2 separate regions of the Zea mays genome follow, and region 1 is linked to region 2. A link is a contact called in public Hi-C data. All regions are on one chromosome and are shown on one strand. The core of a region is the stretch at or near the end of the contact, and the rest is flanking DNA. Distances in the headings are between cores, read along the strand shown.

The links. A called contact is a pair of places that touch in the nucleus more often than the background predicts.
Region 1: a Hi-C map of leaf shows a contact between it and region 2, with 5 times the contacts expected there. The contact joins the promoter of LOC100216604 here to the promoter of LOC100274463 in region 2. A contact is called at or near these places in 10 of 25 Hi-C or Micro-C datasets (bundle sheath, ear, endosperm and 4 more) and 1 of 3 datasets of contacts at active chromatin or transcription factors (leaf).

The regions. Positions count from the first base shown.
Region 1 is chr4:199,667,239-199,673,775 of Zm-B73-REFERENCE-NAM-5.0, reverse strand. LOC100216604 (putative RING zinc finger domain superfamily protein) reads right to left here and starts at 2,917. Exons shown (of 6, transcript NM_001143017.1): 1 at 2,670-2,917; 2 at 1,242-1,405. The coding sequence starts at 2,829.
Region 2 is chr4:199,515,058-199,521,014 of Zm-B73-REFERENCE-NAM-5.0, reverse strand. LOC100274463 (putative protein S-acyltransferase 7) reads left to right here and starts at 2,984. Exons shown (of 5, transcript NM_001148822.1): 1 at 2,984-3,413; 2 at 4,244-4,426; 3 at 4,726-5,031; 4 at 5,305-5,538; 5 at 5,637-5,957. The coding sequence starts at 3,318.

The DNA of each region.
Region 1 (6,537 bases), core at 1,668-4,167, 150 kb before region 2:
GAAACATCAAATCATGACAGGTGGTAATGATGTACCAAGACTGCAAAATGTGTCTTCTAGCGGCATTTTCAATATACCCTCCTTTCATTTTTTATAACATGTAGTTTGAATGTTGAACTTCATGCTTTGACCAACAATTATACCAATGACATCAGTCATGTGCCACAAAGATAGTGTTAAGTTGTCTCCAACGGCTTACCCATCCTATCCCACATCTCATCTCCTATTTCAAACTTTACTCTGACAATAGTGCAATCTACAGTGCAAAACAGTGTTTTGCACGTCCATATGCACAATCTGCTGGAGACAACCTTAGGTTCACAAGAGGTGTTGGACTGCTGACAGACTTGCTAAAAGAGGTCTTGATTATCCTTCCAAGTGCCCATTATGCGATCAAGAAGCTGAAACCTTGGACCATCTCTTAGTGTCTTGTGTTTTCTCAAGGGATATCTGGTTCAAGCTGCTAAGACAAGTAGGGCTGCAAGTGCTCGCCCCATAGCCAGGTTTGCCCTCCTTCATGATATGGTGGGAAGAAGCTGCAGGGTCTGTCAATGGACCTATTAAGAAGGGGCTAAATCTCTCATTGCCCTAGGAGCTTGGATCATCTGGAATCATCGAAACAAATGTATCTTTGATGGTTGGACCCCCACTGTTTCTCTAGCTCTTAGATTAGGTAGGGAAGAGAGATTGATGTGGGAGATGGCTGGGGCCAAGGGCCTCTCTTATTGGTGGTCTCCTCCCTTGATGCTTAGTTCTAAGGGGAAGGTTTTTTGGTCAGCTGTGTAGTGTAGTTTGCTAGATGGATCTTTTCTGGTTTCTGAGTTTTCGACCTCCGTAAGGAAGTCCTTGTACCTGGTCTTCTTTAGACCTTTTTCTCTCTCTTCTTAATATAATGGGGCATAGTTCTCTTGCGCTTTTCGAGAAAAAAGCCTTAGGTTCATATTCAAAATCTCTTGGTGATGATTATGAATTTATGATATTTTAAACTAGTACCAATAAAATATTATAGGGAAATGTTACCATCAAACACGATTTGCACAGTTAAACTACTCCCTAAAAAGAGGGAGAACAAGCTACCAAAACATTGTAAGCCAGCGGCACTACAACACATGTTCTAGTTAGTGCCTATAATATACAAATAACAGACTAAAAAGATGAGTACTCATGAAACAGAATCAACAGAAATGTAAGTTAGTACTTTCATGACCTAAATGTGTATCTACTCAAAGATGTGCACTTACAAGCTCGGAGGTGATATCATAGTTGTCACTGGTCACCCAGCCACCCATATCAATATCAACAGAGGCGCGATGTCCGCTTGCATAAAGCCAGCGACCTTTCTCAATCTTCCGACAGTTAGGGCATTGCATCGCTCCTTTTGCATTGAATGCAGACCCAATACAATCTGGCAACAAAATCTTGATTAGTTCAGCAATCTGCGTAAGGTATCATAATGTATTTTTCATGCACATTATCGCATAAACACACAAGGGTGAGGGGACAGAGACATTCTTGGAGATAAGTGGAAAAAAACTGATGTGACAATAGAACTGTGCTGTTGGTGTTCAAGTTGAACTAAAATTGGTGCTTGACAAAATTGCTAAGGCATGATTTAAAGGTTTGTTTGGGCATCAGTTAAAAATATTCACTTGCATAACTACATGATGAGAAGTTGTGGTTGATAACTGAGGATAATCAGGTTCATTTTCATTCAATTACATATGTAGCAATTTGACCTGTATAAGATTAATCAATTATGTACAGGCGTGTGAGAAAATATTAAATTCAGTGCATATAAATTTCAATGGAGAATTAAAACCTAAGTCCTCAAATCCCTAATCACAATATGTTATTTCGTTGTTCGATCAAATTTTCCAATAAACTCAGAATGTATTTCGCGCTGTAAATGTCAATCAAATGACTTGCACAGGGAACCAATCCATCATTTAGCAAAGTTAGGTATCACAAGACATCAGTTCAGTTTTGCAAACAACCTAAGTCGGTTAAAACAAGCATAAACTTAAAGGATGGGCAGCATTAGAAGCAACTAACAGATCAGATAGAAGAAATTTGAGAAGTTGGGTCATAGGAATTTTAAATTTGCATCACACGAGATGAAGCTCCCATTTTTTTCTAAATTTGCTCTAGGGAAGTACTCAGTACTTAACACAAGGTGTGACCTGAATGGGAAGAACAAGACCCAAAGGTCCGAACCTTTGATGTTGTCCCTGCTTTCAAAAGCCGTTATAGGCCTAATAACAACTAAGCTAAATCACGACAACCCTCAAGGCAACAGGCCAACCGCTAGTGAAGCAACCTAAATTACCGCTAAATCCAAGCCTCGGATTCGCAAGTCAACCTGGAGCTCCAATTATGCAGGAACAGCACTACTTGCTCTTACACGTGCAGTTTTCACTCCCATCAGCATCAGCATCATCAGGCTCACCATCCGAACATGTGTCAGAGCATCTCCGTTATTAAGTCTGAACCACGTCGACGACGCTATGAAATCCTGGAAAACGACACATCAGAATTCCTCTTCTACGCCAAATTCAGCCTCTTTTACGGCAAATTACGCCGGTGACGCACGCTACCCGACCAAGGCGGCCATCACAGGCAGATCCGGATGACGAAAAAACGTAGCCCAGCAGCGGCGCGGGGGATCCGACCTAGGTGGAACTCGTGTCCGCATTGTAGCTTGGCGACGGAGCGACCAGCGCTGCGGGCGAGCACCGCATCCAGGCAGATTGAGCAGGCCGCGGCCCCGCCCCCGCCGCCGTCCCCGGGCGCCTCCGCCGACGACGCTGGCGGTGACCTCTCTAGATCCATCTGCGCCCCGCCCCACCCCCGCTCTGCCTGATGATTCTCTTCGTCGCAGCGGAGGCGCTCGTGGGCGTGGGGGACCGTGAGCTTGCACGAGAACGACAGGACAGGAGAGGGTAGGGACGCTGTGAGCCCTGGGCAAAAAACCCGTAACCCGAAACCCGAACCTGGAATACCTGAACCCGGAATACCCGAAACTCGAATTTTGTTCAGGAATTTCGGGTAGCAACTTGCAAAACCCAAATTTAGTTCAGGTAATTTGGGTATCACAATAGAGTACCCGAAATACCTGAATTACCCGAACTTTCATGTGTCATGTACTCATATCATGCTTAATTATTAATTTGTACATTTATAAATATGTGTATGTGTGCATAACTTGTGATTGTAGATTGCTTGTGTTTTATATGTCCATGTATATCATTATTCAAACTATATTTTTATACTAATTTAATAGGGTGTATGTATTTTTATGAAGCCGACACAATAGTTTGGGTAGTTCGGGAATACCCGAACCCAAAATTTCGGGTACCCGAATTTTCGGGTATTGCAAAACCCGTTGTAATTTCGGGTATCGATTCTCAAAATCCGAAATTTTAAAAACCCGAATTACCCGACCCGAAATTTTCAGGTAACCCGAACGTCCACCCCTACTGTGTCCGAACCGAGAAATTCGGTGTGGCTTCGAGGAATTGGAGGCTTCGGAGAGGGATTCATCGTTATGAAAAACCAAGAGATAGCCCACACTCCAAAACGGACAAGACGACTCCATTACCAGGTAACGTCGATGATTAATCCAGTGATACTCACGTCGTCTCTTATACATCTGTTACCCTCTATTCTCCCCTACCAGGCACCCGCGAGACCCGCACCCTAGCCACCGTTCTTTCCTCTTGCTGCGCAACCCTAGCCGCCGCACCCAAGCCGCCTCACTCAAGCCCGAGAGATGGATCGAACTGCTCCGGTCGTCGTTGTTGCAGAAGCTGTTGATGCTGCTCGTGTTGCGGCTGTTGCAGCTGCGGAGGCCAAATGTGCGGCGTCGGTTGCTGAGAAGGAGGCGTGTGCGGCGGTTCAATCTGCGACTATTGTCGTCGATGTTGTGAAGTATCGAAGATTTGTTGAAGATAACTCCATGGTGGATTCCTTGGTGACTGATTTACTTTCTCTCTTAGGTTGTCTCCAGCAACGTTCTCTATATTCATCCTCTATATCCGTCCTTTACAGTCTCCTCTAAAAGATTTCATCCTCTATATCTCTTTCCTCTCCAACAACGTCCTCTAAATCACGTCCTCTATACTCAAATATCTATATTAGAGACATTTTTATTTTTATTTTTTGTACATACGTATTTGTCATACTCTCAAATGTATTGTACATATTTTAGTTTTGCTAAATCGGTTATTTAAAGTATTCAAATGGATAGAGGACCGTTTAGAGAAACTCTATATATAGATAATCCAGCAGCGTCCTCTAAATTTAGAGGACCGTTTAGAGGACGCTGCTGGAAAGCGTAGAGGACCATTTGATCCTCTATATTTAGGGTACAGAACCCTTTAGGGTCCCTTGCTGGAGCTAGCCTTACTTTGTTGTTGTTCATTCAAATTAGGGTTAGTTCTTCACAAGCATGGTTGCTTAGTCATCCACTTGTTCAACAACTAGTTTAATTTGTACAGGAACATGTTGATTTGAAGTATCACGTTAGCATCAAGAACTCACTCTGATATGCCATTCAAGAGATGAGGAGGCAATCTTCACTGTTACATACCATTGATAGGATGTGTTGCAGTATCCCAGAAGTTGAAGGGGGTAAGGTTGGAAAGCTCGCTGGCCATTTGAAGGAAGTGTGCAAGAGTCTCGAGAAGACTTCAATTGTGTGTGAAGAAGATCTAGAGAACAAATGTCCTAGTTGGGACCTTTATCATCCCCCTTCAGATGTTGAAGACCACCCTAACCTTTCTGATGTTGAGGACCAAGAGGATGGATACGTGTCAGAAGATCCGGAGCTATGGGAAATGGTTTTTGAAGACATGAAGTGGGAGGAGAATAAAGTGGTTGTCTCTTTGTCCGAGCATTGTCGTATTATGGGCTACGACTACGACGAGATTTTTGATCGTACTGTTTGAGTTGTCAACAGTATTAGTATGTTTCTTATGTGGTCCTATAAGCAGATAGTCTGTTTCTTTTGTGGTCATGAGATGAACTTGTAACCAGTAAGTCAGACTTTTGTGATGTCAAGACTATGTACTTGTAACATCTTGATGTGGTTGTCTTCATGTAAGACTATCCATCTGCTACTAAATGGGAACATCAGTGATTTCTGTGACTGCATTCTATGTTTGTGACTCAAAACAGACTGAATTCTCTGTTTTTAGTGATTCTCTGTTTCCAGTGACTGAAAACAGACTGCACTAGCGATTCTCTGTTTTCAGTGACTGCATTCTATGTTTCTGTGACTGCATTTTATTTTTTTTCTGATTGTATTCTTTGTTTGTCACTGAAAAAAGACTCTGAACAAACTGAAAAAGTGGTGTGTCTGACTGTATTAACTGAAAAATTGGTGTTTCTGGAAACAGAATGAAAACATATTGTAAGATTGCTAATTCAAAAAATAGAAGAGCAGAAGAGCTGGATACTTTTCCTTCTAGACCAATCTGTTTTTCTGAACCCATCTAGACCAATCTGTTTGTGACCTCTGTTTTGCAAGAGCACGAGCAGAAGACCTGATTCAGAAAATAGAAGAGCAGAAGAACTAATGCATATGCGTATTGCACAGTTCTGAAGCACACAAGGTTTTGGGACAAACATATATAAACATAGTTCACAAACTGATACAAACAGAGTTCACAAACCGATACAAACAGAGGTCACAAACTGATACAAACAGAGTTCACAAACGACTGATACATTGTTCCCTAATACACACACAGTACTGACTGGCAACAACTGATGAATTTTTGTTCACAAACTGACGACAGAAATTTATGTTGTTCACAAACTGACTGGCAACAATGACTGGCAACAGTAGTTCTACTCGCTTTGCGCATCACGCTTCAGTTTCTTCCTCGGAGTAATTTTCTTAACAAGCCACTTTACACTTCTAGGTGGAGAACTAGGAGGGGTTTCCACACGCACTAGTGCTACATCAGTAGTGATGTCTTCATGGCCACCATTGTCAATTACAGTTTTCTGCATCTTCGGTATAGTCATTTGGAACACCAAATGTTTCTACATCTTCATTTGGAGCACTAGGTTGTGATGTAGAAGTCCGCAACTCTTTCGGGATCCAATTTTTCGTAGTATTCTTCATTGGCTTCCTCTTCCTACAAAGTAACCAAAAAATATAACTACTGAAGACAATCAATAAACCTTCAAAAATTGGTCAATTAAAAAATGGAGTTATAACCTTTTCTTTGTTCCATTTAAAGGGCACTTATAACTGGTTTTCCGATGACCTAGTTGACCACAGTTTGGACAAGTGTACTGTCTTTTTATCTTAGTTGTGCCTTGAGCATTTTCTATGACCTTTCCTTTTTTCCACTACCACCCTCTAGACAACTCTTCATTATGTTTTTCCTTTGTCGCCCAACCGTTCTTTTAGCCATTGGTGCACATACTTCCTTTGAAAAATCCACCTTCGGCCAAAAAAAAAACGATCACCAATAGGTGGAATCCTTCGCATGTAAGCTTTTCTAAACTTGTCAACAGAATAATAAT
Region 2 (5,957 bases), core at 1,735-4,234:
GGGTGGTTGAGGGCTATAAATACCACCCCAACCGGTCACTTCAAGGTGTGGGAGTCCAAGCAACATTCCAAGTCATCTAGTTAACATACTCAATCCCTCCCAACCACATATATTCATTGATCCATCCTATGCGCAAGATTTAGGCCACTACAACCAACACAAGTGCCACAAAAAGAGAGCTAGCAAAAAGAAAGCCTCTCGTGTGAGTCTAGCAAGAGTGCCTTGTGAGAATTATTGAGAGTTAGTGAGCACTACATCTTGTGATCATTTGTGCGTGGAGTTTTGACTCCCATTGAACTTCCTCCAAAGTTTTGGAGGCTTGTAAAAGCTAGCAAGAGACACCAAAGAGTGTGGTGGTCCTTGCGGGGTCTTAAGTGATCCTTGAGAAGAAGAAGAGTTCGCCGGTCTTGTGTGATCGGTGGAGAGAGGGAAATGGTTGAAAGAGACCCGTCCTTAGTGGACTCCTCAACGGGGACTAGGCCTTCGAGGGCCGAACCTCGGTAAAAGAAATCACTCGTGTCTCGTGTGCTTATTGCTTGTGATTTGTTTGTTCTTTCCCTTTCTAAGTTTTTCTTACACTATTCTTTGCTAATGCTATTTGGTGTTGCTTTAAGTTAAATTCTCATTTAGTGAAGCAACACCTTGCAAGAAAGAACTTGTGTTATTGCTCTTCTTATCTAAGCCCTTGTGATTTATTCTCATAGACTTATTAGTAGTATTGATTTATCAATTCCGCGTTATTTGAAAGCAATACTCCTTACAAGCGAAGGACTTAGTTTTTATACTCCGACAATTGTGTATCTTGTTCTAACCACTAATCAAGAGATCTAGTTGGGGTGTAAAGTTATAACTTTCAGGTTTTGCCTATCCACCCCCTCTAGGCGACTTTCAACCCTGCAGTTGCCTCCATCACCACTCCAATGATAATAGAGCAGATGTTCTTCCTGCATACTAAGTAGTGCAAGCAATCGGACAGACCCTGGCAGCCATGCAACAGGTAAGAGAGAGATAAAGGTTAATTAGGCACTAGGGTGGCGCCGTTTTGCTTGATTGTTGCTCCAACAGAAACGTTGCAAACAGCGAGTCGCATTTGCGACACCACGACCAGCCCACTACCCGCCCAAGAAGAACAAGAACGTGATAGAGCTTTAATTTGTATCAACTTTTATTATTTTTATAATATTTTATATTTATAGATTATAGTTATAATAGTCTAAACAACAGGTTTTAATCCGAAGCGGGCGACTGAATGCATTAGAAACCTGCCTCCTTTCCGGTTTCCATCGAGGATTACTCTTTAGAACCACACCAAGTCCACTAGCCGATAAACGCGGCACCTGCGCTGCTAAGGAGAGCCGAGAGCACTTCGGACTGGGGACGCTTTTGACCATTTCTTTTCTGTTCCCGTTCATACGTGAGGAGTTTCATTGAATTAAAGTGTGTTTGTTCAGTGGCAAACGGAGCTAGAAAAAAATCCGAAGATGGACTAAACTAAACCGCTACAATATAGAATTTCCTTCTATATTAAACAATGCGCTACCTACGTTCTTGAATATTTGATGTCCGCTAGTTTATTTTTGAACTAAAAGACGACAAATAAAAAAACAGAGGAAAAATATTTTAAATTTTAGGGGAGGCTCTAACGAGGTTCAATAGGCTCGGGAGTGATAGGGGCTCGAGCCTCGTTCGCCTCACCGCTGCCTCCATCCCTTGTGCATGAATTATACTAGAAACGAACTTTCAGTGCAAACAAAAAAAAAGAACATCATATGTCTCGTAGCACAGAGTAAGAACTTCATATGTCTCGTAGCAGAGTTTTGGCTTCGACTTTCTTGTAGGAGCAGCTCTTCCATAGGCGTTAGTGCCTTTTTAACAAATTGTTTGGCAAAACAATTCATCTTTTTTTTATTTGATGTGTAAGGCAAATGTTCATAGTACATCTGTATAGCCATTTGCACGAACACTCGTGCGCTTACGGTTTGCACCAAATGTTTGGTTTACACCTGACCTGTTCCCAACTATATGTAGGGGATGAAGCTATATCTAGAGATTATTTTAGAGAACACCATTAGAACATGTATATGAGGAGAATTATCTCTAAATATAGGGTATATGACTCTTTAGAAAAAACCATTTGAGATACTGTAATCTCCCATCTCGCAAACATTATGGTGTATGTGTATGTGTATGTGAACCAAACACCAACTATGTCTGAACCATTGACATTAAAGTTCCGAATTGGCTGCGCCCTCATCCAGCTGTTCAACTCCTCTCTTCCTCCTGCGCCGTCCTAGTACTATTTTTTAACCGAACTGGATGATGGTGTCCAGTGCAAGCGACACAAGCTTCTCCGGCGCCAAAGCCTCTGCAGTTGGTCTTGGTCTTTTCATCTCAAACCTTTTGTTTTATGCTGCCCTCTAAGCTCTTGTCTTCATGATGGCAAGCAAGTTACCTTTATCTTTCCGTTGCATGCCTCATGCGTGCAAGATGAATCAGCTCTAAGAAGACATGCATGATGAATAATCTGCCTCTCATTTTTATTACAAATATTTACACATAAATATTATTTTGATAACATTATTAGAAATTAGGTTGTCTTCGGTGTATCGTAAAAAATAGGAGATTTACATTGTAGATAACACAATATTTACAGAAAGTGAAGTTTAAAATAGAAGATAAAATAAGAGGATGAGATAGGAGTCGCGGTGGATAGCTTACAGTTTACGAAAAGTTATATTGTGAACCAAATTTATATTCAGAATCAAATAGAGAAAAATTATATTTTAAGAGCTAAGGTGTCAAATAAAAAACCGTTTCTATTTTTTTAATTTTGTCAGTAATAGAGCCTGCGCAAAGGGTCTTTATTCGAAATAACCTTGTTTGGAAGGGTTAATAACGAAGGTGGCACTGAACTCTCCAGTCTTCACAGTTGCAGACTTCAGAGCTCCCAAGATTATTCCTTTCTTCTCAGCGACACCGCTCGATACCTTGCGATCCCAAGATGGCATCGCCGCCGATACCCACACAGTAATCCTCTCCTCGCTCCCCTGTCCCCTCTCTCCCCGCCGCCGACGCCGAGCCTACTCTGTCCATTTCCGGACTCGCCGTCCCTCGCGGGCCGGTTCGGTCCGAGCCTGCGCCCCAGCCGCGCCGGGATCCGCGAGAGAACCGCTTGCCCTCCGTGCTTTGCGGGCGGTCCGGTGACTGGCTTTGGGATTCCTATGCCGGGGGGCTCGTGAGCGCAATGGGGCTGTTTGGGTGAACTAGGGCTTGCTTCTGTGAATTCTGTGAGGGTGAGCGGAGCTGTGGGAGGGAGGATGCAGGGGAAGGCACAGCTCTCTGATTCCAACCGGCGGATCATGGAGCTCGACGCGCCGCCACGGCGGGTGTACCAGGCGTGGAAGGGCAGCAACGTGAGGGTTTTTCTCTCTCTCGGTCTGGTTTATGATTCTGCGGTTTTTCTTAAGATGGGTCATGGCTACTTGCCCTTGTTGGTTTTAGTAGGATCAGGGAATTACATGTGAAAAAACAGCGCTTTATGTTGACTTGAGTCAGTACGTGGAGACAGAGACTGTTGAAGTCTTGGTGTTATTTTGGAATTAATTGTAATAGCAGCATAAACATCCAAAAGCTATAGAAGATATTCTGGTCTAGGTGATGTTTAGTGTTTGCTGATGCGTGTTATATTGGCCACTTGGCATATAAATAGAGGTTCTTGTTTGTTTATATTTTATGATAATGGGCTAATATCTTTACTGAAGCAGCTAGTGTAGGAACACGTCAAAGACGATGTCTATTTGGCATTGATTTGTTGCACGACGCAAATACAGGAGTGCGATAGAAATTTAAATGCTGAAAAGGATTTGGAATAATGTAGTGCTAAATTTCAGCTGAGGTGTAATTCACAATCTAGAATACTGTTACTGTCTGTTCTTGTTTTCACGTTTCATATGTTGTCCTTTCGGGGGGAAATACTCTTATATTTATGGATTTATGCATATATTGCAAGTTGTTTCTGTGCAGAAAGATATTCTAGAACTCATCAGCATCAACTTTGTTTATTTTGTAACCATCATGTTTATCTTCACCGTAGTTGAAATGTGCTGGCTACTAACATAATAATTGAAAAATACCCAAACTTTAAATACTTATGTTTTTCACTTTTCAAAGCGCTACCTTATCCTTAACGTGTCTTGGAATAAAGCTCATGTTTTTCGTCCATTTTCCTTCTCTGTTCTTGCAGTTATTTTTCCTTGGTGGGAGACTTATCTTTGGCCCAGATGTGAGGTCACTCGTGCTCACAGTATGTTTGATTGTAGTCCCAGTGATCTTCTTTGCTGCCACCGTTTGTCCACAACTTGGTCATGAGTTCCACAGCCAAATTGGAGGTTGGGTGGCATCTGTGGCTGTCATCTTTACAGCATATGTAAGTTTATGAGCTTTGTACAGTCAGTCTCTACAAACTGATCTGTATTTTTTTTCTCCTCTATTTGTTGGATTTCAAATGCAAAGTTACGCATTTGAAAATTTTATCCATCTTTTGGGAACAACAAACATCTGCACTTGCTTTTACCATGTTATAAGTTATACCATAGTTGCCTTGGGGAGATGGTCGTAGGTTCATAGCGATTATGCATATAGATATTGAAATAGAATGAATATAGTGTCTGCAACTTGTTAACTAGTTGAAAAGACAACTGATCTACTGTTGTTCTTGTTCTTCAGATTCTTATTGTTCTACTTATCACATCTGGCCGTGATCCTGGAATTGTTCCTCGAAACACTCATCCCCCAGAGCCTGAAGACATCGATGAATCCTCCAACTTACCAGATTGCCCGGGTGGTCAACAAGGTTCGACAGGTTTACCACCTACCCGGGATGTTCTTGTCAATGGTGTTTCAGTCAAGGTCAAATATTGCCATACATGCATGCTTTATCGTCCGCCAAGGTGCTCCCATTGCTCAATCTGCAACAACTGTGTAGAACGTTTTGATCACCACTGTCCTTGGGTAGGCCAGTGCATTGGCAAGGTAAAGAAATGAAGTGACAAGTATTCATTCTTATGGTCATATACATGAAGGTACCTTTTATAATAAATATAATTTTTTTAGATTGCTGAGGCAGCAGTCACTTGTTAGTCATGCTAAAACCTGAATGATGTAATGGGAAATAGACAGAGAGGAGGGAATGTGGATATGTGCAGTTTATGTTTTCTCCCAATGGTGCTCGCAATATGGATCCTTGACTATTTAATTCTAACTGTGGATGTTACTCATCATGCCCCGTATTCTGTTTTCTTGCAGAGGAATTACCGATTCTTCTTCATGTTTGTGTCTTCAACTACTGTACTATGCATATACGTGTTTGCATTCTGCTGGGTCAATCTCAGGAGAATTATGGACACGCATCAATGCAAAATTGGTAGAGCTCTTTTGAAGTCTCCTATCTCCGGTCTTCTCATCCTATACACATTTATTGCTGTGTGGTTTGTAGGAGGATTGACCTCATTCCACATCTATTTGATTTCTACAAATCAGGTAAGACTATTCTTGAGTAACTGGAGTAACATTTAATTTGCTTTGCAGTTTATTAGCAAGCTAGCAGATTGAAATCTCATGAAAAAAACGTTTTTCAGACTACTTATGAGAACTTCAGATACCGCTATGACCGGAGAACAAATCCTTACAACCTTGGAGTGGGTCAGAATTTCATCGACGTCTTGTTTTCAAGGATACCCAGCTCAAAACACGATTTCAGAGCAAAAGTTAAGGCCGATTCTTCGACCTTCGCGTCATCCCTCAGTATGGGACGGGTTCTAAGCCCACCCAAGACGAGCGTGGACCTTGAGATGGGCATGAAAAGGCAAGCGGTGGCCGCAGAGGACTTTGAAGACTTGCACAGCCAGATCGGCAGTGCTATGGGGCTGGAGAGATGTGGCACCGAGCCGCCGCATTTT